2 separate regions of the Zea mays genome follow, and region 2 is linked to region 1. A link is a contact called in public Hi-C data. All regions are on one chromosome and are shown on one strand. Each heading gives the region's core, a stretch centred on a gene start, on an enhancer-like site or on the middle of the called end of the contact. The rest is flanking DNA. Distances are from core to core; before and after follow the strand shown. Region 1 holds the start of LOC100272869 (zn-finger, RanBP-type, containing protein). Region 2 holds the start of LOC100272506.

Region 1 (7,342 bases), core at 3,381-5,880:
TTTTTCTTTTCAACCTCGAATAATTCTTGACCGACCAGGTTCCGAAGGTCGAAGTTCATTTCCTTCGAAGCGGCATCGATAGTCTTTTTCCCTTTGCCAGACACTGTCGCCATGGCCTTCTCTACAGCCGCAGCTGTTTCTTCCACAGCCATATCCAAGAGCATTTTATCAATCCCAGACAATGTACTCTCAAGGTTGGCAGCTTCGGTAGCAGCTGCAGCTTCGACAGAGGTATTAGCTTCGGCAACGGCCTCGACGCTTGCAATGGGTGTTATTTTGGACGCCGAGGCCGACGGTGGTGTCCGTTCAATGGCTTGCATAACAGTAACGATTCTTCGTTTTTTCTGCCCATCCGCCTTCTTCTTTGTAGCTGAAGGCTCATCCTTCTTCTGTAAAAGTTTTGTCAGTTCTGGCCCCAGAAGACTTAGCAGCTTGATGGGTAAAGATTCAGTCATTACCTTTAAAATTTCTGCTATTTTGGCAGCAGGAGGTGTTGAAGGAATCTCCTCTGCTGCCTCGGTTATCTTCGGCTCTGGACTTTCAGCCTTCCTCTTCTTTGAAGCAGCAGCCTTCAGCTCAGGAGTGGATTTTCTTTTTTTAAAAAATCTTCTCATCCTCCTTCACCATTCTGGCAGCTTGCCTGCTCAGAATACTGACAACTCTCTTTCTCTTCCACCTTCGACACCTTTATCAAGCCTTTCATAATCAGGATATTCAAATTTCAAGGCATCCATCACTCGGTTGAACCTTCGTTTGGGTCGCGTGCCGAAAGCTGCAGTCATCAGTTGGTCTTCCTTTTTAGTATAATTTCCAAGTATTTCGTTGCACATTATCTCGATCATGTCCAGCCACTCTTTGCACGTTTTTTGAACTGTTTTTCAAACTTGAAACGATAAGCTAGTCGAACAAGTTCATGCTTCTTCTTCGTTTCTTTCATCTTCGGCATTCCCCAACCGCTTGACGTTGGATTTGTCCGGTTGGCCAGGTATTCCTGCACCAAGTCCCTGGTACTGACTTGCTCAGCTACCACTCTGAACTCCACTTCAGCTAACTGACATGGCGACCCCAGTTGCATGTTGCATAGAGTCCTAGTCATTCCGAAGTTCAAAGACAACGGACTCATGGCCATCGTCATCAGTTTCCCTCTCTTCTTCTCATCAGCTTTCATGTAAAACCATTCATTTTTCCAACCAGTCGACCACTTTGTACGGTAGTTGAGGACTGGTGCCTTCGTATCCTTGCGATACGCAAAATTATAACATCCAAAATTTTCGTGAAGGCCATCTGCCCTGGCCTTTGTTTGATAGTGCAATTCGTGCACGCAGCAGAAAGCTTCAACATCTGGGCTCATCCTTTGGCTTCGAAGGGCCCAGATAAAGACGTTGAGCCTAACAATGGTGTTAGGGGTCAGCTGATGAAGATATAGTTCGAAATTCTTTAGGACTTCCCCTATCATCTCGTTCAGAGAAAATCACAGTCCCGCTCTGAAGAAGCTCTTAAAAACCATTACTTCATCATTCTTCGGCACTGGGGTAGTCTCTTCTCCGGCAAATCAGACAAGTTTGCTTTCAGCTTCCCCAAAATAACTCAGTTTCATCATCATGGGCATGTCGTCTTCGGACGCAGTAGATTTCTCAAAATCTAAATGACTGGGCTTTGTTGGGATCAAAATACTATAATCTTCACTTTCATCAGCATTTTCTTCTTCAGCAACAGTTTGTTCAGCTTCGACATCAGGAGCACCTTCGTCAATAGCTCCCTCTGTCATAACTAGACCTGATCGTTCCATGACTTCTGAAATTGGCGCTGTCTCAGTAACCTCGGTTTCTTCTCCCTCACGAGACACCCTTGCAGTTGATCGCACTCTGGCCATTTGGATGGTTTTTACAATTTGACGAAGCTAACTCATCTGACGAAGTTAACTTTAAATGATGAAGTGCTCGCTTGAGAGCGCAGTGCAGAAAACTTCGGTTATAGTTAAATTTTTAACAGCACACAGTGCAATGTCAATGAATGTTGTGGTAACTACTCACCAACTCGTCTATTTATATAGTGCTGCAGGTGGGAAGACGAACCGCCAGGTCGCCCGTACTCGCTGAACGGTGGACCACTCAGCGCTCAGAATATTATAATCGTTTCTCGGCAACGAGCTCAGGGAAGGTATTTTTTTGACCTTCGGCATTCTGAAGCCTTCGAGTTTTTTCGCGGATCGAGCTCGTTACGAAAAACGATCTAGCACCGCGAAGTGGCTACTGTTGGGGGCCTTCTTCTCTGCCGAAGGTCCTCTAAGCAAAAACACCTTCGGCAAAATGACATGCAAACAAGCGTGACGTGAAGCTGTATGTCGAAGCTACCATCGAAAGAGCTTCGACATGATGATACGCTTGAGACGAAGGGTGGCACCGACTTAAAGAGGAAAAGACCGCATAGTCCTTGATAGTTTGTATCATGATTATGATTAGTTGCCAAGGGCATAAATGTAATTTTGTCCGGGCTGCGTCCCGTGCCTATAAATAGATGAACAGTATCCCTGTACTGTTCACGCTGACTTGTATTCACTTGCACGTCACTCTTGGATTTTTACCTTCTGTCAAGCCGAAGGTACAGATGTAATTTAATATCGTTAACATTTGTTCATGATTATATAATGAGAATATAAATAATCTAATGATTTTATATGATTATTCATATTCTTTGTATGTCCCATATGTTCCTGCTTTTTATTTCATATTGAGATGATGAAGGTACGTCCTTCATAACCTTCGTGTGAAGATCATTATATCCTAATGGAGATAATGCTTCGAAGGACGAAGGTCTTTAACCATTAACATCTGTGTTGCCTTGTTCTTAACTCGTAGCATTTGAGAACAAGTGACCAACAATTTTAAAACCTAAATTTAAATGCAAAATTCAAAGAACCAGCATGAAATGCAACAAAAATTTATATGAATAACTTTATTTACCTATTTAGGCTAACATTTCCAATACGCACCACACACCTTATTATTTTGGATTTGTTAAAAATCAATCCAAATCAGTTATTAATTAATTATTCTGGATTGTTTATAATCATGTGGTTTATGGAGTGAATACTCTATTTTAGTAGATATATTGAAAGTCTTTCTTTTTATTTATGTTTAAGAGAAAAATAGTTTTGAGAAGAAGAAAATCCTTATTTAAAGGTCGTTTAGTATTGCATCTTTTTGGAGAAGTTTTCACGATTTCCCGAAATAGAATTTTGAGGTGCTACAACGCCGAAGGAGAGAGGGCAATGAGGGGTTGAGACTTGAGAGAGTTGCCAGTGCAAGGATGCGGCAGTTGGGTTGTGACTAGTGGTGGGAATATGGGTCGGGCTTTTCGGGCTAGCACGAGCACGACCCGAAAACAGGAGCCCAAAGCACGACCCGACACAAAATAATATGGGCCGAGCTAGCACGACCCGAAGGCGGGCCTGGGCCGGGCCTCAAATTCTGGCCCGTCGGGTCCCCGGCACGGCCCGCATAGATGGGCCGGGCTTAGGCCGGCACGGCCCAATTAAGCCCAATCTGTTTAATTTCTTTAATTTAGTAAGATATCGACTTTATATTGTTGTTATATTTGGAGTTTATGCAGTTAAATGATGCTAAAATTGTTTAATATGTTTAATTTAGTAAGCTATGAACTTTATATGGTTGTAATATTTTGATTTTATGTGGTCAAATATACGGGCCGGGCTTGGGCCGACACGGCCCAACAAAGGCACGACGTGGTTTAGGGCCGGGCTAGGCCACTGTTTTTACACTTCGGGCCGGCACGGCATGACCCAAAAGTTATTTGGGCTTTCCTGGCCCAAACCCGTTTGACACGAAGCACGATGAGATTGAGTCAGGCTGGCCCGGCCTGGCCCAATTCCCAACACTAGTTGTGACGACTGACGAGCATGTGGGAGAGATATTGATGAGATAGGGTTTCAGCAGTAGCTACCGACCTACCGTGGGCTGGACTGAGACCAATTGGCCGAGTCAAGAAAAAAGTGAAGCAAGTCGATGGTCCAAAGTAATTCAGAAATTGATCGTCCACGTTCTAATCGTCCGATTAATCATGACTAATTGATGATTAGTCAGATGATCAACTTTCTAATCGCTATGATCGCGTCGATGAGAAGGATCGATCGGGTATGCGGTTCCGATCACCCGATTAATCGTCGATTAATTGCTATTTATCGGACGATTAGAAAACATGGCTCCCCACAATACTTAGATTCTAAAAACACGAGAGTATGTTCGTTTCCTTCTCAATCCTTGTGGATTAAACAGAATTAAGAGTGTTTTAATCCTTAATAAATTAATTTTTTTCTTTAATTTTTTCAATTCTGTTTAATCCATATGGAACCATTATTTAATTCTCGGGTATCTAGTTTAACTATGAACTGTACTGGGCGAGAACGTCTTTGCTCGCGAGTTTGCAAGGGCCCACGTATCAGATTGGGCCTAAAGTTCTCCTCGTCTGGGCCGGCCTCGTCGTCCGAGTCGAGGAGTTGTCGTCGTCAGGTACATCGCTGACGCGGACGGCTGAGGCAAATCAAAATGCGATGTCACTGTTGTGCACATCTGAGTTTGAAGGCCAATTCACAACAAAACCCTAGCTACTGCTTCGTCTGCCGAATTCCCCCTCCGCTCGCTTCGCACGCCGCCCGTCGCCGCGGCGGCGTCTGCGATTGTCCCTCCCGCTGCAAGGAGCACATGCTTCTCGCCGCGCCGTTAGCCCGCCGCCGCCACCACCGGTTCACCTTCAGCTATGTCTTCTCAGGTACCGCTCCCATCTCCTCGTTCTCCTCGATTCCGCCGGTCGATTAGGGTTCGAGTCGGTGTCGCCGCACATCAGTCGCGCTGAAAGATTGTTAGCTTTGTCATCTGAGCTCCCCGCGCTGTGCTCACCGATTCCCCTCTGGATCTCGCCCATCCAGCGAGGTCTCACGAATTAGTGCATGGGTTTGCAGGTCGACAGGCGCAGCCAGTCCGCCGGGAAGCGCGCCCGCACCGACGGTAGGTCGCTCTGGCTCCGCCGCTAAGTTGTCTCTTGTCGCACCCTACGTATCTAAGCTGCATCTGAGTGGATTTCCCATTGGTGGGGGACAATAAACGGTGTTCTCAGGCAGCCGGCGTGAGGACGACTGGGTTTGCCCCAGCTGCAAGAACGTCAACTTCGCCTTCCGCACCACTTGCAACATGCGCAGCTGCAACCAGTCCAGGCCAGCAGATCACACGGTACATAATGGTTTTGCCTCACTTTATTCTTGCTGTAGATTGTTTGCTTGTCGCTTTCATGGAGCGTGTCTGTGGGTACTTTTGCTTGCCCGCTTGCATTTATGTCGTGCTGCTGTTGCTTGCCATTCAGAAGGCCATGCAAACCCCGCCTCACTATCCCACGTCAGGGGGTTACATGGGCCCTGGGACGCCACCATCGATGTACCTTGGTGGGGGCGCTCCCCCATATGGATCCTCAATGTTTAATGGGCCTGCGGTGACACGCTATGGTATTCCGCAATTTCCTGGGGGTTCTGCGTATTCATATGGATATGGTGGTCCCATACCAATGGGGAGCCCCTACGGGCCAATGCAAATTGCTGGGCCAACTCCATACTCTGGTGGAACTATGATGACAGCAGGTAACAGGGCTTCTCTCTATGATAGGCATGCCTTATTTTGTTATTGCCCTTGCATTAATTAATCTAGCTATTGAATTAATGCAAATCTGATGCTTTCAATAATTTATTCCATGCAAATCATAGTATGTTAAACAATTAGTTTTGCAGAATATGAGAATGTAATTTCTTTTCACTCGATCTTCATTTCCACAAATGTGGGCAATAAATAATACCCTTTGCAGTACCCTTGTGTTCTGCCATGTGTTTTCTAAACCACTTTGTTTGGTTGGGGTTATGACACTTTATACATGTTTTCCAGTTCTGTGTTTTCACGTGTTTGCTCACAAGGTTTCTCTTGCTTATTGTCCAATAAACAGGTGGAATGTATGGAATTCCCATGGACAGGTATGGGCCAATACCTGCTGGTCCTGGTCCAATGGTATGTGCTCTTGTGATTATTCTTCTGTATACCTATTACCTCATGCTAATTTAACTACTGTTGCCTTACATGAAGAACTTTCAACATGTTTGTTGTTCTGTTACTCTATTACATTTTTTGTTTGGTATTTATGATTTCTGTGATTGTGTCTACATGGATTAACTGTTATGATTCCTTAAATCTATATTTCCTGAACCTGAAAGGGCACAAGGGCTGGCTCATATTCTGATGAAGGTTCTCAGAAGAAGCCTGCAGGTATGTCTCATTGAATTTTTATTTTGACTTATTTATATTAATGTGGTTAGCACTTGATTAATTATTTGCCTATTCTCCTGAACTTTTGATGAAGGAGCTGGCCGTGATAATGATTGGGAGTGTCCAAATTGCCATAACATCAACTTTGGCTTTCGCACAGTCTGTAATATGAGAAAGTGCAACACACCTAGACCTGCAAACCAGGTTTGCAACTTCTGTCTCATCTTGCTATTATAAGCGATCTGATATTGCTTCTTTTATGTATTTAAATTAAGATCATTTTTAAAAATTGTAATTGTGTTAGTAAATGATTCTTTACTTCTGTTGAAGTGTACTTTTATAACTTCGCAATTGTGCTTGAAGTTGACTTTGCTGCCACAAGATTATTTGTGTGCTTGGAGTGTACATGGTTTCACTTTATACTACTGCTGTAAACTGTTTGGTGAAACCATGCTTATGCACATCTGGATACATCCTCTAGTTTGCCCTGCCATAGCCTACACATCAGGATCTGAGTACTTGTTGATGACCTTCTCTTTAGTCCTGTTCCTTACTATTTTTTAGGTATTCTTACTCTAGGAAAAAATCAATACAACTTCCTCCAATCCTCCCTCTTGTATTATCAAGCTAAACCAGAATAATATTGTGAAGTAAAAGCAAACAAGTTTTGGCTATATTTTGTGTAGAAGTACTTCTCTTTCATCCAAATCTAAATCTTCATTTCTAATGCTTGGGCTTCTATCTGTAGTTTATAGAGATCGATTGTTCATCAACTAATCCCCTTTTACTTACTGATTGCTTGTGCATCAACTCTTTGTGCAGGGATCTAAGTCTGATGGTTTAAGGGGCTCAAGTAAGTTTCCACATGATAAGGGTTTAGTGCTCCTTCCTCATCCAATCTTCTTTGCGTATAACAAATGTCCCTGAATTACAAATTTTTTTGTAATATTTGTTATCACTAGACATTTCTTTGAAGGAATTAGTGTGTTTTCTTTGGATTTTCGCACATAAATTATGGGCTA
Region 2 (6,780 bases), core at 2,314-4,813, 130 kb before region 1:
AGACGACAAAGGCTCCAATGGTTGACCGGCTCCGAACCCTAACGTTTGCGCTGACGTGGCGCGCACCAGACAATGCACAGTAGCTGTCCGGTGGCGCACCGGATTGTCCGGTGCGCCCATCGCCAACAGCCTTCACCAACGGCTATGGAAGTGGTTGGGGGCTATAAATACCCCCATCCACCTCATTCATATCCATCCAAGTGTTCTGAACATCACATTCAATATAAGAGCAAAAGACTCCACTCCAAGACACATTCAATAGATCAAATCATCTCCAAGCCACCAAATCAACTCAATTCCATTAGGGACTTGAGAGAGGGTGTTTTGTGTTCTTTTGTTGCTCTTGTCGCTTGGATTGTCCTTTTTCTTTCCCCTTCTATTTCTCAAGTGACTTGTAATCGAAGCAAGAGACACCTAAGTGTGTAGTGGTCCTTGTGGGGTCTAAGTGACCCAAGAGATTAAGGAAAAGGCTCACTCGGTCTAAGTGACCGTTTGAGAGAGGGAAAGGGTTGAAATAGACCCGATCTTTGTGACCTCCTCAACGGGGACTAGGTTCTTTGGAAACAAACCTCGGTAAAACAAATCATCGTGTTCACTCGCCTTGATTCTTGTTGATTTGTTTTTCCCTCTCTAACGTTTCCTTGCTAGTGTGAATTTGAGTTGGCTCCCATACGTCATCCGCAATCTTTGAGCAACTCCTAGCAAGAGAGATATTCTCTTGGATTTGAATTTAATTCTAACGCTAACCTCTGACCTTAGTGTGTGTTTAAGTTTATAAATTTCAGGTTTCACCTATTCACCGCCCCTCTAGGCGACTTTCAATTGGTATCAGAGCCAGTGCTTCATTAAGAGTCTAACCAACTCAAAGTGATGTCTGGAGATCATGCCAAGAGGGAGATCATGACCGGTGAAAAGACCACAAGCTCGGGGAGGACTCTCTCAAGGGAGTCCGGCAACAACCACAAGGAGGAATCCTCTTCCTCCATCAAGTCGCATCAGAGAGGTGACAAGAAGAAGAATATGAAGAAGGTGGTCTACTACGAGACCGACTCTTCGTCACCCTCCACATTAAGCTCCGAATCGTCCACTACTTCTAACCGCCATGAGTGAAAGAAGTATAGTAAGATGACCCTACGCTATCCTCGAATTTCCAAGCGTGCTCCATTACTTTCCGTACCCTTAGGCAAACCACCATATTTCGATGGTGAAGATTATTGTATGTGGAGTGATAAAATGAGGCACCATCTAACCTCACTCCATGAAAGTATTTGGGATATTGTTGAGTTTGGAGCGCAGACACCAAAGGTGGGGGACAGGGACTACGACTTGGACGAGGCCGCCCAAATTAGGCACTTTAACTCCCAAGCCAGCCACGTCTATACTCCTCGCCTTCTTGTGTCGAGAGAAGTATAACAAGGTGCAAGGGTTAAAGAATGCCAAAGAAATTTGGGACGTCCTCAAAACCGCGCACAAAGGGGATGAGGTGACCAAGATCACCAAGTGCGAAACGATCAAGGAAGAACTCGGTCGATTCATCCTCAACAAAGGAGAAGAGCCGCAATCCATGTATGGCTCAAGACTATGGTGAACCAAGTGCGCAACCTCGGGAGCACCAAATGGGATGACCATGAGATGGTCAAGGTTATTCTTAGATCCCTCATATTTCGCAATCCTACTCAAGTTCAATTAATATGTGGGGATCCTAGATATAAACTAATATCTCCCGAGGAAGTTATTGGCATGTTTGTAAGCTTTGAACTAATGATCAAAGACTTCAAACACATTGTCAACTTGGAGCAAGGCGCCACCTCTACATCCGAGGTGCAACCCGTCGCATTCAAAGCGACGAATGAAGAGAAGAAGGAGTCTACATCAAGTAGGCTTCCAATCGACGCCTCCAAGCTCGACAATGAGAAAATGGCGCTCATCATCAAGAGCTTCCACCAAATCCTTAAACAAAGGAGGGGGAAAGACTACAAGTACCGCTCCAAGAGGGTGTGTTACCGTTGTGGTAAGTCCGGTCATTCAATTTCTAGTGAAAGTGATAGGGACGAAGACAAGAAGGGGAAGAAGAAGGAGAAGAAGAGATACTACAAGAAGAAGGGCGACGATGCACACATATGTCGGGAATGGGACTCCGACGAGAGCTCCACCGACTCCTCCTCCGACGAGGACGCCGCCAACATCGCCATCAACAAGGGACTCCTCTTCCCCAACGTCGGTCACAAGTGTCTTATGGCTAAGGATGGCAAGAAGAAGAATGTTTATGCATCCGGTGGTTCAAGTTGGATAATCGATAGCGGATGCACAAACCACATGACTGGGGAGAAAAGAATGTTCTCCTCCTATGAGAAAAATGAAGATCCCCAACGAGATATCACATTCGAGGATGGAAATCAAGGATTGATAAAAGGTTTGGGTAAAATAGATATATCTCCTGTCCATTCTATGTAAGTCCCAAAATCTGTATAAGAAAAAAATATTATTAATAATAAAATAAATATATGAAGAGATAAAATAGTAAATTTAGATATCTCAAATTATACTTGAGTATTGAAATTGAGGACTGAATTTTGAAAACCAAGAATTATTTTAGAAAAGAGGTAATAGAAAAGGTTTCTATTCAACTAAATAATTATACCATAACATAATAAAGAAATAAGAAAATAGTGTTGTGAGAATTTTTTAAGACCTTTGAAAATCTATTAGAACTCTCCCTCCTCGTGATTAAACAATAATATTAAGTTAAAATTAAGTGATCAATGAATAGATGAGGTGAGGTTGACCTTTTGCCTAAGGTTTTGTAGTAATGCATTTTATTGGCAACATAAATTAGACCTCCAATTTTAAATGAAGACATAAAATGAGAAAAAGGAGAAAAGGGATTCTAATGCAACCATTTATTTCTTCCATAAGGAAATGATAAGGAAAATAAATAATAATATGGAAAACAATAGGGATTATATTCACATCATTACTAATTTTGTAACTCGCAAATCTGAAATTCAAAAGGGGGAATTTGAAATCTGTTTGAGTACTTGAATTTGAAAACAAAGCAGAAAATTTATAAAAGAAAAGAAAAAGGGCTCCTATGCCTACCTGGGCCGATTCCCTTCCCTGTCGGCCCAAATGAGGATTTCACCCGCGCGGCTCGATCCACCCTCTTTCCCTTTTCTTTCTGTTGTGGTCACTTGCAAGGGGGCCCCACTTCGTCAGCCGGTCATGGGACACACTCGCGCGCGTGTCTCCACTCTGCCTTGTGGGCCTGCTATGTCAGTGTCACCGCAGACGCTGTTGCGCGGGACCCTATTGTCAGCTCTATCCGCACCAATAGAGCGTAGCCGATTCCTTCGCCGTGACGACGCGGCTTCAACAAATTCCCCGGTGTCAGCCTCCCTTGCCCGTGGTGTTTTACTTCCGTCTCAAACACTGAGACCTAGTTTGGAAGCCCACTTTCCCGGGGGGATTCAGCCTTTTTCCCGGCGAGAAAACCCCGCGTGAGAATGGGCCACGAGTAATTTTGCCGGCCTGTTTGGAGCCCGGTTCCCCGGGTCAGTATCTCCCACGAATTGCCAAAACACCAGGGGAACGCTCCCCCGAGCCGCGACCCCGGGCAGGTTTCCCCACGGACGGGGCATCCGACCGCGACGACCTCCCGCCGCCGCCGCGACGAATCTCTGGCCTCCCACTACCGCCGCGACGTCCAGCTTTGTTCTACTCCAAGGTCCAGCTCTGGCTTGCCGTCCTCCGCCCGTACTCCACGCTACTGGATCTCTAGCTTGCTCGTACGGGATCTCTGTACTCCACGCTACTGGCTTGAGGTATTCAAACTTTGCGACACTACAGAGATTAAAGTGGCAGTATCTCTGTTTTATCTTTCCGGAAGCCTGCATGCGGTCAATCAAGTCAGTTCTTGCAAATCAAACTTTGCGACACTTCAGGCACTCCTCAAGCATTTCTATGCTATTGCAAATGAAAACCAGCATAAGTAGTCAAATGATATGTTGCTTCTGTTCTGTGATTTACACCATTTTAAATGAAACTTCTGGACCTATTGGGTTAATTGCCGCGAATTCCATTAGTATCCTTTGATTTACCACTGTCCAATCTACCTTCCTAATTTTTCTGAATGCATTTTCCCTGTGCAACTTGATTTATTCCTTGACTAACTGTAAAGATATGTTGCTAAAAATAGGTATTCTGCAATATTTATAAAAGATTATTTCTAGCTACATAACTTTGTTCATATCTGACATTGGGATCTCTCACGTTGTCTGTTTTTTTAATGGAAGTTAGTAGCTGATAACATTCTTTACAGGGCTAATTCTCTTTTCCTAATTTCTAGTCTGACCACTGTTTTCTCTAAGAGGGTTTTCTTGAATGGAATGAGGTTCAAGCAGACTGCTCCCATTCAAATAGCCATTCTTTACAGTATGTTGAAGTCCTAAAGGGAGACAACAACTACCCCAATGATATAGACTCAAGTGATGGAAGCAACCTGAGAGATCAGATTGCTCTCCAAATGTGGGCTGCCTACAATAGTTAGTTTAGGATCTCTTATATTTATTATATAGTAATAAGGACTTATGTTTTATTATGTAGTAGTAAAGTCTTATGTTTTATTATGTAGTAGTAAAGTCTTATATTTACTATGTTTTGTTGGGAAATATAGCCATGGCAAAGAATGTTTCTAGGGCAGCTTGGAACACTGTGTATGAGAAAGGTCTGGTTGATGTGCTCCTTGAACATAAGGACAACCCAAAGTTCAAAAGTCAAAATGGTTGGACTGCTGAGGGATGGAACAATATCACAAACAAGTTCAATGAGAGGTATCCTCTTGCCCATTACTCCAAACAGCAAATGCAAGACAAAGATAAGGAGCTTAAATCTCATTACAAGGCAGTAAGAGATTCAAGGAAAGAAAGTGGGGTGGGTTGGAATGATTCCCTATGTATGATAGTGGCTGAGCCAGAACTTTGGGAAAAGCTCATCCTTGTAAGTCATTTCCTCAATATTTAATATGTTTTCTTAATATTGCACATGTAAGCTCATTTTTTATTTCATCTTGCACATATAGGCTCACCCAAAGGTAGCGAAGTACCAAAAGAAGCCATTTCCATTGTACTACTCTTTGGAAGCCCTCCACGAAGGTATTTTAACTCATAACTTCTATCTTTTTACTACTTATCAGAATGTATTTTTACTCATCTTCTCTCTTTTTAGGTAGTGTGGCCACAGGAGATTTGAATTTCACATACACTCAGCAAATGCCACCTCCTTCTTTCATTCCTGTTCGTCCTCTTAATGCCCCTCCTGGTGGCCCTCTTGCTGCCCCTCCTAGTGGCCCTCTTGCTACAGCTTTCGGTTCTGCTACTGCTCATTCGAACAGGAGTACCTCTGAACAAAGCCACTCTCCCTTGCACCCCAACACAAACCCATTCTCCATGGATTTCCAAGAAATATCAAATGAAGCTCAATCAGGACATGTAGAAGGTGGAAATGGGAGAAAGCGCAAGCAAAGCCAAATTGGAGCAGCCATTGAAAGTTTTGTGGATTTTAAGAGGAGCGCCACATCCAAAACGCTCGAAGGTATTGAAGAAGTGTCTATGGAAAAGTGTCTAGACAAGTTGGATAGAATTGATGGGTTCACAGATGAGGATAGATCATATGCAATGGAGGTCTTTGAATCTGCGATAAACCGAGAGGTGTTTATGAAGTCAAAAAACCACAATGCTAGATTACTTTGGTTGAAGAGGAAAATTAGGTAAGTTCTAGTTCTTAGTTTCTATGCAATTGAAGTTTGTTTATATGATTATTGTTGATTATTTTTCTCCACAGTGCTTGTAGAGCGCTCACTACTATCATGTGATGTGAGGTGAATGTGGCGATGAAGAGATAGGCTTACAGGAATTCACTGAATAAAACAATACGCTTGTTCTTGCACAAGAATGCCAATATGTTTCTTATCTTATTGTAATGAAAAGGTCGTTTTGATATTATTGAGCTGTTCAAGTTTTTGAAAAGGAACTGTATGAGCTTAAGAAATGATTGTCTAGGTTACATTGAAACATAGAACTGTATGGCTGGTACAAACGAAATGTGTGGCTGGTACAAGTTTCTAAAGTCTTGTTCCTGGTGCTGACAAATTAATGAAGTATTTGCTATTTTTCTAAAGACTTGTTCCTGGTGCTGACAGATTATCCTGGTGCTGACAGATTAATGATATATTAATGAAGTCTTGTTCTTGAATTCTGTTTCAACTTTCATTAGTGGAACTAGAATAAAAGGAGGAGCCTTTGCTATTTTTCTGATTTTAGTGCATTAACACAGGTTTTTTTACAGAATTTATTCAATGAATTTATTCAGTGGAAGCAACACATATGATATTCTAGTTTTTTTCAGTGGAAGCAACACATATAGTTTTTTCTATGTTACTAGCATTGAACTATATAATTGTGTAACCATATAAACTAAAATGTGTGTCAATTGGTTTTACTTGCAGTGTGTTAAGTGGAAGCAACACATGAAGCAGATATGGAGAAGGAAGCTGGCATGAAACTAAAACGCATTAAGTTGACACGTGGTGTGCATGTTTTAGATGTCTTATTCTACTGCCAAACTTCCTAATACTCTATTTTTATATTATAATGTCTATCTGTACGTGTGAATGGAGATAATGATATTATGTGATGTGATGATGGATGGATTAGCTTCGTTGAATATTACATGATATTATGTGATGGTGATATTAAGTGGACATTGCAGTGTTGATACATGCTT

Evidence for each region. Hi-C and Micro-C count contacts between places; a contact is called where the count stands out from the background.
Region 2: a contact with region 1 is called in a Hi-C map of ear, with 2.1 times the contacts expected there. The contact joins the promoter of LOC100272506 here to the promoter of LOC100272869 in region 1. A contact is called at or near these places in 2 of 25 Hi-C or Micro-C datasets (ear and leaf).

What each region holds. Positions count from the first base shown.
Region 1 is chr1:194,116,980-194,124,321 of Zm-B73-REFERENCE-NAM-5.0, reverse strand. It overlaps LOC100272869 (zn-finger, RanBP-type, containing protein), which reads left to right and starts at 4,630. Exons shown (of 11, transcript NM_001147322.1): 1 at 4,630-4,788; 2 at 4,979-5,024; 3 at 5,134-5,246; 4 at 5,377-5,647; 5 at 6,004-6,065; 6 at 6,269-6,320; 7 at 6,415-6,524; 8 at 7,143-7,173. The coding sequence starts at 4,777.
Region 2 is chr1:194,244,643-194,251,422 of Zm-B73-REFERENCE-NAM-5.0, reverse strand. It overlaps LOC100272506, which reads left to right and starts at 3,563. Exons shown (of 5, transcript NM_001146975.1): 1 at 3,563-3,821; 2 at 4,673-4,995; 3 at 5,078-5,150; 4 at 5,224-5,764; 5 at 6,503-6,745. The coding sequence starts at 4,675. The coding sequence ends at 6,527.